Regions from separate parts of the Mus musculus genome. Here region 2 is linked to region 1. Evidence: chromatin contacts called from public HiChIP or PLAC-seq data. All regions are on one chromosome and are shown on one strand. The core of a region is the stretch at or near the end of the contact, and the rest is flanking DNA. Distances in the headings are between cores, read along the strand shown.

Region 1 (6,006 bases), core at 886-3,385:
CAGCAGTTTCCACGCTCCAGCTAGAGATGCCCTTGCCAGAGCCTGACTGTTGTGTTGCCATGACATGGTCTCTGTCAGATAAACCAGCCTGTCCTCTCACAGGCTGTCAGGACATTGACGAATACAGCCATGTTCCTCACTGAGGTATAACGAGGGAGAGCCCAGTTCTGGGTAGAATCCCTGTTCCATCTGAGTTATCCTCAGCAGAGACTCCACTGTACACATTTCCTGTAGCAACCTGATCTTCTGAGCTCCCTGAATTGCTCTCTGAGCTTCTCCAACAGTGTGCAGACTCTCCTGTAGCTGAGCTGGTCCTCCAGATGCCTCCAGACCCCTTGCTCGGCCCATAGCACCTGCCTTAGCACAGTTACAGTCAATAGCTTCTAGTACAATCTTCTGCTAGCTTTCTGTTGCTATCACAAAATACCCAAGGACATTTAACTTATGAATAGAAGAAGGTACCTATCTAGATCTGGGGTTTCAGACGTACCAGTCTCTCATTGGGCAGGTCCACTGCTTTCTGTTCCCTGATGTTGTTGATGGTGATGCTTGGGCACATGTGGCAGAGAAACTGCTCACCTCACAGGAGTGAAGCAAGAAGAAGTGGAGAGGTTGGGACCTCACTGTCTGCTTCAGAGGCTCGGATGGTTACTGTTAATTATCTAAAATCACCTGGGACATGGGCCTGTGGGGGATCATCTGTGCCAGTGGAAGTGGGAAGACCCACCTTACACAGGGATGACCTGGACTGGGTAAAATGGAGAAAGTGAGTTGAGCACTAATGTTTGCTCATCTCTCTCTCTGTGTTTCCTAATTGTGGTCCAGCTCTTGCTGCCTGCACCTCCTGCTGGCATGGTCTGTGCCTTGAGCCCAGGACAAAAGTAAACCCTTCAGTTGCTTTTGTCAGAGTATTTCATCACATCTACGGACAAGAAACAAAGATGGATGATTAACTCCAGTGATCCAAGGGCCTCCCTCTAGGCTGCATCTCATAAGGGCTCCTCCTCCTCATAGGGGGGTCAAGCCTTCAACACATACTCCTTTTGAGAACACTCAGTAACTGTCTTAAAGTTTTATTTCTGGACCACAGCAACTCTTACAAAGGACAACATTTGATGGGGGCTGGCTTACAGTTCAGAGGTTTAGTCTTTTATCACGTGGCAGCCTGCAGGCAGACATGGCGCTGGGGAATTAGCTGAGAGGTCTACATCTGGATCCCCAGGCAGTAGGAAGAGAGTGACTCACTAGGCTTGGCTTGAGCTTCTAAAACCTCAAAGCCCACCTTTACTGACATGTCTCCTCCAACAAGGCCACACCTACTCCAGCAGGGCCACACCTCCCAATTGTGCCACTCCCTATGAACCTAAGGAGCCATTTTCATTCAAACCACCATAATATCCAAACAATAACATCAACTGATGTCCAGAACTTTCTAGTCTTAGTAGCAAAATGGTCTTGACCTCAATAAGCCCCAAGAGCACCTTGGGGACTACTAGAAATCTCTGGGTCACTCTAAGAACTTCCGATTAAGGATAGAATATTATACTCTCGTTAAAGTGATACTGAGGGATTAATAGACTGAGCATCGGTGTCATCAACAGATGCAGAGTTCAGGATCTGTGTTTGTACACAGCGCTGTCTTACGTCAGAGGAAAATCCATCAAGAGGTAAAGGCGCGATGAGAACTCTTCCTTTACCCCAGCTCATTGCTTCTCGGGTTCTCAGAGCTGATTCATTTCAAGGCTGTGTGAATGATGCTCAGACTGGTCTCAAGGATGTTTCCCTGGAGAGCAGCCATTGGCTTCCCTACCCACGGCTGGTAGTCTACACTCACGGCAGAGCCTGGGCTCTGAGTGACACCTGGCAGGCTGCCAGTCCAGGGGCCCACGTGTTTGCGTGTTGTGATCTCCGGTGATGGGTTCATCTGCAGTTATGAACGAAAGAGGGGCTTCTGTGCAGGAGCAAACCTCACGTTGCTGATGAGAGATTGCTGCTCTGCTGAAATTCCGTGTCCTTGGTCAGAGGGAATGCTCACACCTGGCAGTGTTTCAGCGGAGAGCTAAATATACCCCGGGTGTGGCGACCTCAGAACCCAGGCTGCTGACAGGGGTGGGGCGAGGCCCCAGGGTGGGGCGGGGCCCCAGGGCCCCATTGTTTTATCTCATAGCAATCAATGCCTGGGTTTTATAGCTTCTAAGGGCTCTGGGGACGTGTGCAGGAATGACCTCCAACCCTTACAAATCCCTGTGATGTCACTGTTCCTATTTGCATTCATTGTGTTCCAATTGAACATGAAGTGTGATCTGCCTAAGGTCATGGGATGGGCAGGGCTGGACAGTGGGGTTCAGACCTGCAGGCCAGGAATGTGTGTCTCCCACAATGCCTTTCCAGTTCTGAAGCCAGTGAAGGTGGCAGCCCTGTATCTGATAGAAACCATCTGTAATGGTTAATACTTGATAGGGTCTAGAATGACCCAGCAGATGCACCTGGTGCACATCTGGGAGGGAGTTTGTAGATTGGATTTACTGGGGAGGGGAGACCCACCCTGAACACAGGTAGCACTGTCCTGCTGGAGGTTGGGTACCTATTTGAAATAATTAACAGTGTCTCTCTCATGGGTGGAGCAAACTGCCCTGTGAGCTGAGGGCATAGGGACCATCTGTAGCAAAGCGACAACCTCACCTCTAAAGCGTCACCCATTTTACAGGTGGGCATACTGAGTCGAGGAGGAACCTTCCTAGTGACACTCAGCGTTGGGCTAGCCTTCTGTCCAGATTCCTTCCCACCTCCAGCTACCCCTTCCCACAGACAGATCAGCACTCGGGCAGAGGCTCCTGTTTTTCAGCTGTTGTGAGACAGGGACATTGTGGTACTATTTATTATACACTGAAAGGTACTTTCACTGTGGAAGGAAAGGTAAGTCCTCCCTTTTACTTGAAATGGGACCATGATTCCATGGCTGGCACCTTGGAAAGTGCATCTGACCATAAGTTGGAATCTTGGGGTGATTTTTGTCCCATACCAGGGGCTCTGGGGCCTCTTTCCCACTGGTGGTTTATTCTAAGCTAGAGTATCTCCTTTTTCTGACTCTGAGCCCCCCCCCCCCGACACTCTATGAGACTCAGTGGGTCTCATACAGGGCTCTCTGCTTAAGCTAGCAAGGCACTTGTCTAAATCGGGCAGCTGGCTGGGTAATTGTCTAAGAAGGACATGACATTTGCTGATGTGACAGATGCCAGGAGACATGGCTCCTAGACCTTAGCCTTCTTCAGCTGGGGCATCCCCTACCCTGCCCCAGTGTCCTTAAGACAACTGGCTCCTAACAGTCAGTACAGTAGTTTTGAGACATGCTGGCAGAGTCACTTCTGTGTCCAACTCTGGCTAGGATGGCATTCCTCCCTCAGAAGTCCCCATCCATTGAGGAAGACGCACAAGATGCTAACTAACTACACATGGCGAGGAAGAACTTTTCAAGGAGGCAGTGGGTAGAACCTGACCTCAATGAAATCCTGGCATGTTGCCTGGAGGAGGTGGTATCTTACCATCGAATAAGAACTTGACGACGGAGTGAGAGAAGGGTCCCTTGCAGGAGGATGTCCTGGAGTGGCTTCATTTGTGCCACCTGCCTGGTGTGCTGTCTGTCTTTTGTGTTTGTGGGTTCCACACTCAGATGAGACACTGTAAGACCTCTCAGTCCTGGGGTTCCTGTGAGGCTGTGTTCAGTGAGGACCCAAGCCTGAAGCAGGGGTGGAAGGTGAGGAAGACAAGGAGAAGCCAAATGCTCCAAGCACCAGCAGTGCAGATTCCTGGGCCCCCCAGGCTGTGCTGATACCACTGGCCAGTCCCAGATCTGCATTTTCCACAAGCTCCACCCCCTTTGCATAGGATTCTGCTGATCTGGCCATACGGACTAACAGGACAACATCCTGTTTAAGATGCTCTGCCACAGAGGGAGGGGAGGACAGTACCAGGAGCTGCTGTGACTAAGGGAGGACCTGGGCATTTGTCACTACACATGGGAGGGGACAGGAGCCAAGGCTACATCCTATGTCTTCTCCCAGCTCCCTCTCTGTAACACCCACACCAGGTCTTATCGGGGTCTACTCAGGCTGACTCTCTGCTGTGGACCAGGGGCTTCACATAGCTCCAGCAAGGGATCATGCCAACCGAGGGGGCATGCTGGGGCAAGGGACCATGAAGCCAGTGCTACACGAATGGTCATGGGCAAGGCTTCTTGTTGGAAGCCCTGGGTCCCTTCCCTGCCCATGTCGTGACCACAGCCATGCCTCAGGATTGCCAGGAGCCAACAGGCAGCCACAAGCAGTATAGCCTCTGCCTGCAGCCTGGGAACTGTGCCAAGCCACCCAGGCTTAGGGAGAAGCCATGGCCTCAAGATTCGGTCTTTCAGGCTCAGGACTGATGGGGCCTGGGACACATGCCCTCCATACCTTTAGGTGGAAGGTCACTGTAAATACCTCACCAGTGTTCTTCCTGGGTATGGGGGGCTTGGGGGGGGGCTTCTGGTTTGTCCCCAGCTAGGGTATATGGCAGTAGTCATACAATGCAGAGCCCTTGTCCTAGGGGAATTCCTGGCTAGGGACAGGTGTCCATGGTGTACAGAACCACACAGACCATGAGAGCCAGAGATGCAGGGAGGAGCCTGTACTCTTTGGAGGCTGACATCGCCAGCCCTTGCTTTCAGTCCTATAAAGGGGGGTTATTCAGGGAAGGACAGAGCCTGCATCCCGAGGAGCTATCTTGTCCTGGGGGCTGCAGCAGCTCAAGGCTGAGGGGAGGGGCCGGTTACCTCTGCCTCTCCATTTTGCAGGCCAAGAGCCAGGGCCTGGCACTGAACAGGCCTTCTTCTCCTACTTAGGGAGACCGGATCGTTCAGAAATCAGCCACCTGACTGACATCAACACACTCGTGTGTGCGCGCGTCTGGCAAGAGCCATTTCCCCAGGTGCCTATGAACTCTGGTGGGCAGAAATGAATTGCAGCGGGAGCTCTGAACTCTGCAGGGAGGCTGCGGTCTGCAAGGCAGGAAGAAGCCAGCAATTAGAGGAGGTCGAGTCTGGGGCCTGGGCCTGTGGGTTTATGATCCATGATTACAGCTTCCGTTTGCACAGCACAGTGCGCACAACTCAGAACACTCTGAGACTGGAGTTCCATTAGACTTCGCTGAACATCCCCAGAAACACAAAGGGCCCTGGGGGTTGAGGGAAGAGCCAAGGCCACATGGCTAGAAAGAGACCAAGCTGGGATCAGAGACTCACCCCTTCCCACCACCTTCTGATGTTTTGTGACATCTGGTCTCTTAGGACTGAGTGACTTGTGTGGATAAGACAAGGCCATGCAGTGGGAGGCTAAGGGGAGGTGACAGTGTCTGAGGCTGGGCTCATGCCGAGTGAGCTCAGAGAACCCTCAGGGGCCACTGGCTCTGCTGTCCAGTGGGGAGTTTCTAAAGGTGCTGTCCAGCAGCCCAGACCTCCTCTGCTTCCAAAGCAACTCTTGGCTGCCATTCCCATGATCTTGACCCTGGAGAGTGGGGAATCTGGTGTCTCCTGTGCTGGCCTGAGTGATGTCACTGAGGAGGCTGGCCTCTGCTGTGGCTGTACCCTTGCCTGTGTGTTTTCAAGGCTCTCCCCACGCCCATCTTGACTACCAGCATAGGGCCAGGGAAGTGGACGAGGCACTCAAGAGGTAAGTTTGCTTTGGAAAGAGCGTGTGTGTCCTCGTCACCTGAGGAGGGCTACAGTCTGCCTCCTCCAGCCTTTCTCTGTGGTCCCTGCACCTCCCCTGGCTTGGGTACCATTTCTGCTCTCCTCACAGCCTCATTTCCTTCACCAGCGTCAAACCTCCCTTCCTTAATAGGTCTGTCCCTGCTTAGTGCATCTTTACTGCCTGTGCCTGGCTGTGGCTCAGCCACAATCTTCCCTGTCTCCAGGTGGGAGCAGCCTTTGTTTTAGTGTGTTATTTTTTTTTTAATTGTAAAACATGTACAACA
Region 2 (6,006 bases), core at 1,476-3,975, 590 kb after region 1:
CAGTGTTACCAGCTGCCCGTTAAGGCATCAATGGGCAGCCAAGGTTAGCAGAGGTCTCCCTCCCAAAACCACCATCAGTCCTGGCCCTCAATCCAAACTCTCTTCCCAAGAGCATTGATACAGCATTTAGTTCACAAGAAGCCGCTACATTCCATGAAGCAGGACCCCTTAACAGCTGCATAACACAACACACACACAGACACACACACAGACACATATACGCAATGCATGCATATACGTGTGTATTTCAATTTTTATCTGTTTTAATTTCCAACAAGATGTTATGAGGACTCTTTACTACCTTCAGGATAAAAGTTCTTCACATAGCAGAGCCCAAAGACTGAGCAAGCAAAAGAGACAAAGCTCTAAAGACACCGCTGAGGCCGCTGGATCAAGCTATACCTGAAGCTACACAGGCACCCCTGGAAACTCTAGCACACTCTTGGTTTAATGCTAGTGCAAGCCACCAGTGGAAGTCTATCACATTAATGAACCCATTTTTTTTTAATTTTTAACTCAGTGCTTGTTTACATTTTTAGACGAGATGATTATTTCAAGTAACAAATACTCATGGTTATAGAAAGCAATTGAATATATAATGATATTCATTACTCGTCTCCATTCTTCAGGAACTCGCCCTGTGTCTTGGTGATATAATTCCAACATTGCATTTACCCGGCTGGCTGCCGCTTGCTCCTGTAAGGGTGTAGCTCCCATGTGACCCCCTGCAACACACTAATGTCCTACCGGTGGCCACCATCATTCTTGCTGAGTTCGTTGCTTTTTATCCTGGTCCCCTTGAGGAGATGGGCAAGCTGTGCCTAAGGTGTTACTAGCCTTTGCTTGGTGAGGTTCACTCCAGCGTTTTTGTTCTCTCTTTTGTTTGTTTCCATTTATTTTGTTTTTTGTTTGTTTGGTTGGTTGGTTGGTTGGTTGGTTGGTTGGTGTTTTTTTTTTCTTTGTTTTTTTGCATTCTCATTTGGCTTCTGCCCAGAGATGGATTCTGAACAGTCATGATCGCTAATTTACAAGTGGCCCGTGGTTGGCATTAAGTGGCCTGTGGCTCCTTAACCATCCTTCCACGCCTGCCCCACTAAGAAGCAGACTCCCTTATTGATGTGCATAAACTAGCATAGAATTTCAAAAAATCGATTTACACAATGTTTCCCCCTTAGAATTTCTGTTTATTTTTCCCACCTTGTCCTATTGCAGGTTTATCTACTCTGTCTCCCTTCCTGTCTGGTTAGAGCCAGCGTTCTTACTGACCATTCCTGACGCTTTAGAATGAAAACCACCCTTCCTAAGACTCTGCCCCCCTCTTCTGGAGCCCAGGGCTGTAGACAAGAAGATTCCTGTCTCGCTTTTACCTCTGGTCTTTTCCTTTTCAGTATTTTTTTTTAATTCCTAGTTTTCTAGAATTGTATCTCCTTTTGCAGCTGAAGAAACTGGGGGTCCAGTGAGCTCTGTCTTTTTCCAACCACTTAGCCCTCAGCTGTGGGGTTAAGAACTCTGTGATTGCTCCTGACCCAGCACTCCCTAGCTTTCCCACAGGCAAAGCTAATCTGGTGTCCTGGTGTTTGTCTATCTTGGGTGGAAGCCTGGGATTCCATCATTCCCCAGCAAAGCAGAGAGAACCCGCTGTTCCCGCTGGCTATGGTGCTGGCCTCTATGCAGCACAGGGCACACACACCATGAGCATCCTGGTGCCCGCTACCCCATCCTTTCTTCCACTGATACAAACATGCACCCCAGCTGCCTTTCAGCCCAGGAGACCTGCAGACTATCAAGGGTCATCATGAAGATGCCATTCCACAGGATCCAAGACATAGCTCTGGGACATAAACCCTGGGAGGTCTCTATGGAGACAGGGGAATGTACAGACTGTTTTTATGGAGACTTTCTATGCACTGGCTAGAGTAGGGGACTCTTGAAATCCCACCAGGAGTGCTGAGAATTCCCACTGTGAAGGACCAAGGATCCATAGGAACTTGGATCGGGAACACCACAGCCTATTAACCACAGTGATGCAGAGATGTGACTCCTGAGGAACCAAATGCTTGCAGCCCCTCCCTTGTAGAAGATATATTTTACTTCACCTGCTGAGAATACAGGCCTGTGCACCCTGGGCCGTGCTCTGTACTTCTTAAAAAGCTGCTCTCACTAGAGAGGAACAATCAGGGTCTCAGCATCCCTCTCATCCGAGACACACGCATCCCTACTGCAGGAGAGGAAACGGCTCTCCACCTGAGTCTGGCCTTATCACATACTCCTCTGCTCCTCCATTTCCACAACTGTAAAATGGGACCGCATAAGACCCATCTCCCATCATATGTGTGAGGCTTCAAGGTGATGATGCTTAGCCCTACGAGAGGTCACATGTGACAGTTTGGCATGTAAGAAGGCAGCAGGTCCAAGCTGCTCTGTGACCTGCTGTAAGGGGGCACGGCAGCATGCCAGCTTCTGTTTTCAGTGGGGCACTGAGATGTGAGAAGGGCTGAGCTCCATGAACAGGCTACATAGAGAGTGGACCTGGCAGCTGCAAGCTATTAACGCCTTTGGAGGACTCAGCCCTAGCCAGTGACCCAACCAAGCAAAAGCCATGAAGGCAGGAGAGCCAGCCCACAGTTTCATGAGTCATACTAGCTAACAGCACTATATGTCATTGCAAGTCTGAAATGCTTGTTACCACAGGTGTTCTGGCCAGTGCACATTGCATACTCCCACACACTGTGGCCAAAACGGATCGCAGTATACATGAAGGGCCCTTGATGCTGCTGGAGACAACCAAGGGACACCCATGATGTCATGACTACTTCCTCCAAAGTACTACAGGCTCTACTTGTGACCGCCTTTATGCCTGGCCTCAGAGAAGCTGCCTCACTCACAAGGCCGTGAGGTGCAATGCTCTTCCTCTCCCACAGTGCTCTTCCTCTCAAGGCTGCATGTTGTTCTACCAGAGCAAAATTTGTAATATTATAAAATTACAAGTCCCACGTAACTGTGTGCCTGGAGGAAGAAAATTACAGATGAGAAATGAGAGGTCGGGGAGAGGGAGGGAAAGAGAGAAAGAGAGACAGAGAGAAAGAGAGACAAAGAGAAAGAGAGACAGAGACAGAGAGAGACAGAGACAGAGAGACAGAGACAGAGAGTAACACACAGAGACAGAGAGAGAGAGACAGAGAGAGAGAGACAGAGACAGAGAGACACAGAGAGAGACAGAGAGAGAGAGACTGAGACTAGCCAGAGGCCAGCCCAGGTCACACAGTCAGTGAACAATTACTTTTCCCATGCCAGACTCTTTTGAACATGGCCTCCAGTCCTCGTGAGGAGCATCAGGGAGAGCTCATCACCCCATTTCTACAGATAAAGAAGTGAGGACCCAGAAATGTTAAGAGCCTTGCACAGACAGGATGCACAGTTGGTGTTGCTGTTTCGGGATCTGCATCTCCCTACTGTCTCACATCTTCCTGGATGTCACCAGAAGGGAGACCTGGCCTGTCACTTCAGCCCACCGGTTGAATATTACAGCAGGAGCACTCTCCTGCTGGCCAGGCTCCACCCCGAACCATCTCCTTATGTAGCTCCTCCAAGAACTTGAACAATCACAGAACTGCCAGTTTAGAGAAGGTGCCTGGTTTGGGGACGTTCCTTGGCTGGTGACTACAGAGGGCTGCTGAACCGGCCCTAGGCAAACCTTGAGAACTTATCCTGGTGCCTAGGCCTCCTGTGAGGGACAGAGCTCAGTTCTCAGATAAGTGAGCAATCCTTATCTCTGGTGTCCTTCCCAGGGAGCCCTTTCTCTGGAAGAGCCAGTTTTCCAAACACTTCAGGTGGGCTTCTGATAACTGGGCAGAGTTACACCATTGTCAGATAACAGAGCCATCAGCAGTGGTTGCTTGGTCTCAGTTACAGGAAATCCCCATCACCATCTAGTGCTCCCACAAAGTCCTCCAAGGTCAAAGTCCATGACTTGGCCATGTCCTCCAGAATAGCAAAGCCCAGCTGCCCCTGCCTCCAGACCATGGTCCTTCTCCAGCCTCAGGCACATTTATAACAAAATGGGGCACCGAGCTGCCTGTGAGCTCTGTGCCTATCACAAATGCACCAAGAAAAGCACACACAGGAAGTGCCTGCTGAAGGCTCATGGCTCTGTGTGCTTAGCTTTGTCTCATAGGTCGCGCACAGCCCCCAGATTCACAGAGCAAGTGTAGAGGAAATGGGTTTTGTGACATTCCAAAGGAATATTTGGGACCACATATGACTGCGTTTATTCATTCTGATAATCTGCTCAAGGGTTTTCGCTCAAGACCTGTAATGATCTCATTCCTCTGGAATACTAGAGCCTTTAGTAAGCGAGCTCTACCAGATAAAATCCAAACAGGGAGGCTATGCCACCTCCATTCTGACACAGCATGGTCTCTGCTCACCCCTACTCTAGCATGAATGCTACAGATGGCAGGAGCTTCAAAAGCAACCAGGGTCCCCCCCCCCCAACACCTTATCAGGGTCATACCTGCACTGCCACTGCCCGACATCAGCCTAGCTTTGCAGATGGCTCTGCCCTAAGTGGGCCTGCTGATCCCCCTGAGCATCCACTGGGGTAGGACAGGTGCCAGGCTTCTAGGGACACACATGAGGGACCCACCCACTAAGGTCAGGGAAGACACTTTCTAGGTTATCAGAGTGCCCTGTCCAGAGCCCAAAGGCACTCCCATTCCCACCAGCCCTCTGATGAGTACTTCAAGGCCTGACTCTCAAACAGAGTGCCTTGGTTTGGAGTCACTGGCAAGACTGGCTGCCATCCAAGCTGCCAGCGAAATGGTTTATCTAGAAACACCTGGAAAAAAACATCTTCTCTGAGTACCAAGGAGGAAGGGGAGAGAGCTCTATAGTGTCACATGATGGCAGCCACAGATCCCGGCGCCTCTGGATAGAGGCAGGAATGCAGGTTCCACCAAGGAAAGAGATAGGTGGTGGTGAAGAGTTCTGACCCACTGCTCAGAAATCAGACCTGAGAGGCCTGTACTGGGTCACAGAGAGCCTGGCCACTGAAGGAGCTGGCATGTCCTCCTGGCATCTGTGCCCAGCTGTAGCTTTTGACAGTGTTTACCAAATTTACCAAGGATGCCAACCATATGGTATGAAGTTACCAGAGAGCTGCAGGACCTTGAAATGTACTCTCAGAAGTCAGGAGTTTGGAGCCAAACACCCTCCTCCCACCTCAGTGGGACCAGGGTCGCTGCTGTGATTCTGTTCCCTTCTCAGAAAGGAAAGCCCCGCTGGGAAACCCTGGGGCAGGGGTCAAATGGCAAACAGGAAGGGAGTTGCCTCTAGGTGCCTCTAGGGTTCTAAGTGAGGTTTAAAAAAAAAAAAAAAGAGGCGGCTCAGCTTCCATGCCTTCTTCACAGTAGATAGAGCTCATCAGGTCATCCAGGGGACAGGATTCAGACCCGCTGTGGCCATCAGCACCTGTCTACAGCTGCTGAGTTCACAGGGCCAGAGCATGCAGCCACCTGGGTTCCCATGACTGTTTCCCCTCCTCCCCTGGCTTCCCACCCAGTTGGCCAAGGAGGGGCAGAAGGCTGACTGGGCAGCCTGGCCCTGCCACCCTAGTGGTTCTGTCTTGCATATTAAAGTGCCCAGTTCCCTTCCCAACACTGCCAGCCCCCACACCACCACCACCAAGAATGAAGCCTGCTGGGGCAGCCTGTGTTGGCTCCACACTTCCCTAATTGCTCCAAAGGATTTCCTTGAGTGTTTAACAAGAGGGTGGGTAGTGGGTAGGCTGAGGAGGGGGGTGGTCCCAGCAACAGCTCAGAGGGGGTCTGAAGAGCTAGGAGCTCCCCAGTGCTTCAATGCGGCCCTGGGGCTCAGAGCCAGCGATGTGGGGGCCAGGCCCAACACCCACATTGCCTTCTCCCTACTCACCCCTGGGAATGCAAGCCCCTGAAAGGGCCTGGCAGGCCTCCTGCTCCACCATTAATTAACATGCAGTGTGGTGGCCAG

Evidence for each region. HiChIP or PLAC-seq counts read pairs in DNA pulled down with a chosen protein or histone mark.
Region 2: a contact with region 1 is called in an HNF4G HiChIP or PLAC-seq map of pancreatic cancer cells. The contact joins two enhancer-like sites.

The regions. Positions count from the first base shown.
Region 1 is chr5:35,769,151-35,775,156 of GRCm38.p6, forward strand. All of the region lies in intron 1 of Ablim2 (actin-binding LIM protein 2), which reads left to right. Among named protein-coding and RNA genes, the nearest start is that of Ablim2, 14 kb to the left of the region's middle. Within about 2 kb of position 2,136, at least 34 of the 459 cell types and tissues checked have an H3K27ac peak or open chromatin away from gene starts, as enhancers often do. A contact at or near this core is called in pancreatic cancer cells, where this site is marked.
Region 2 is chr5:36,354,271-36,360,276 of GRCm38.p6, forward strand. All of the region lies in intron 1 of Sorcs2 (sortilin-related VPS10 domain containing receptor 2), which reads right to left. Among named protein-coding and RNA genes, the nearest start is that of Sorcs2, 41 kb to the right of the region's middle. Within about 2 kb of position 2,726, at least 29 of the 459 cell types and tissues checked have an H3K27ac peak or open chromatin away from gene starts, as enhancers often do. A contact at or near this core is called in pancreatic cancer cells, where this site is marked.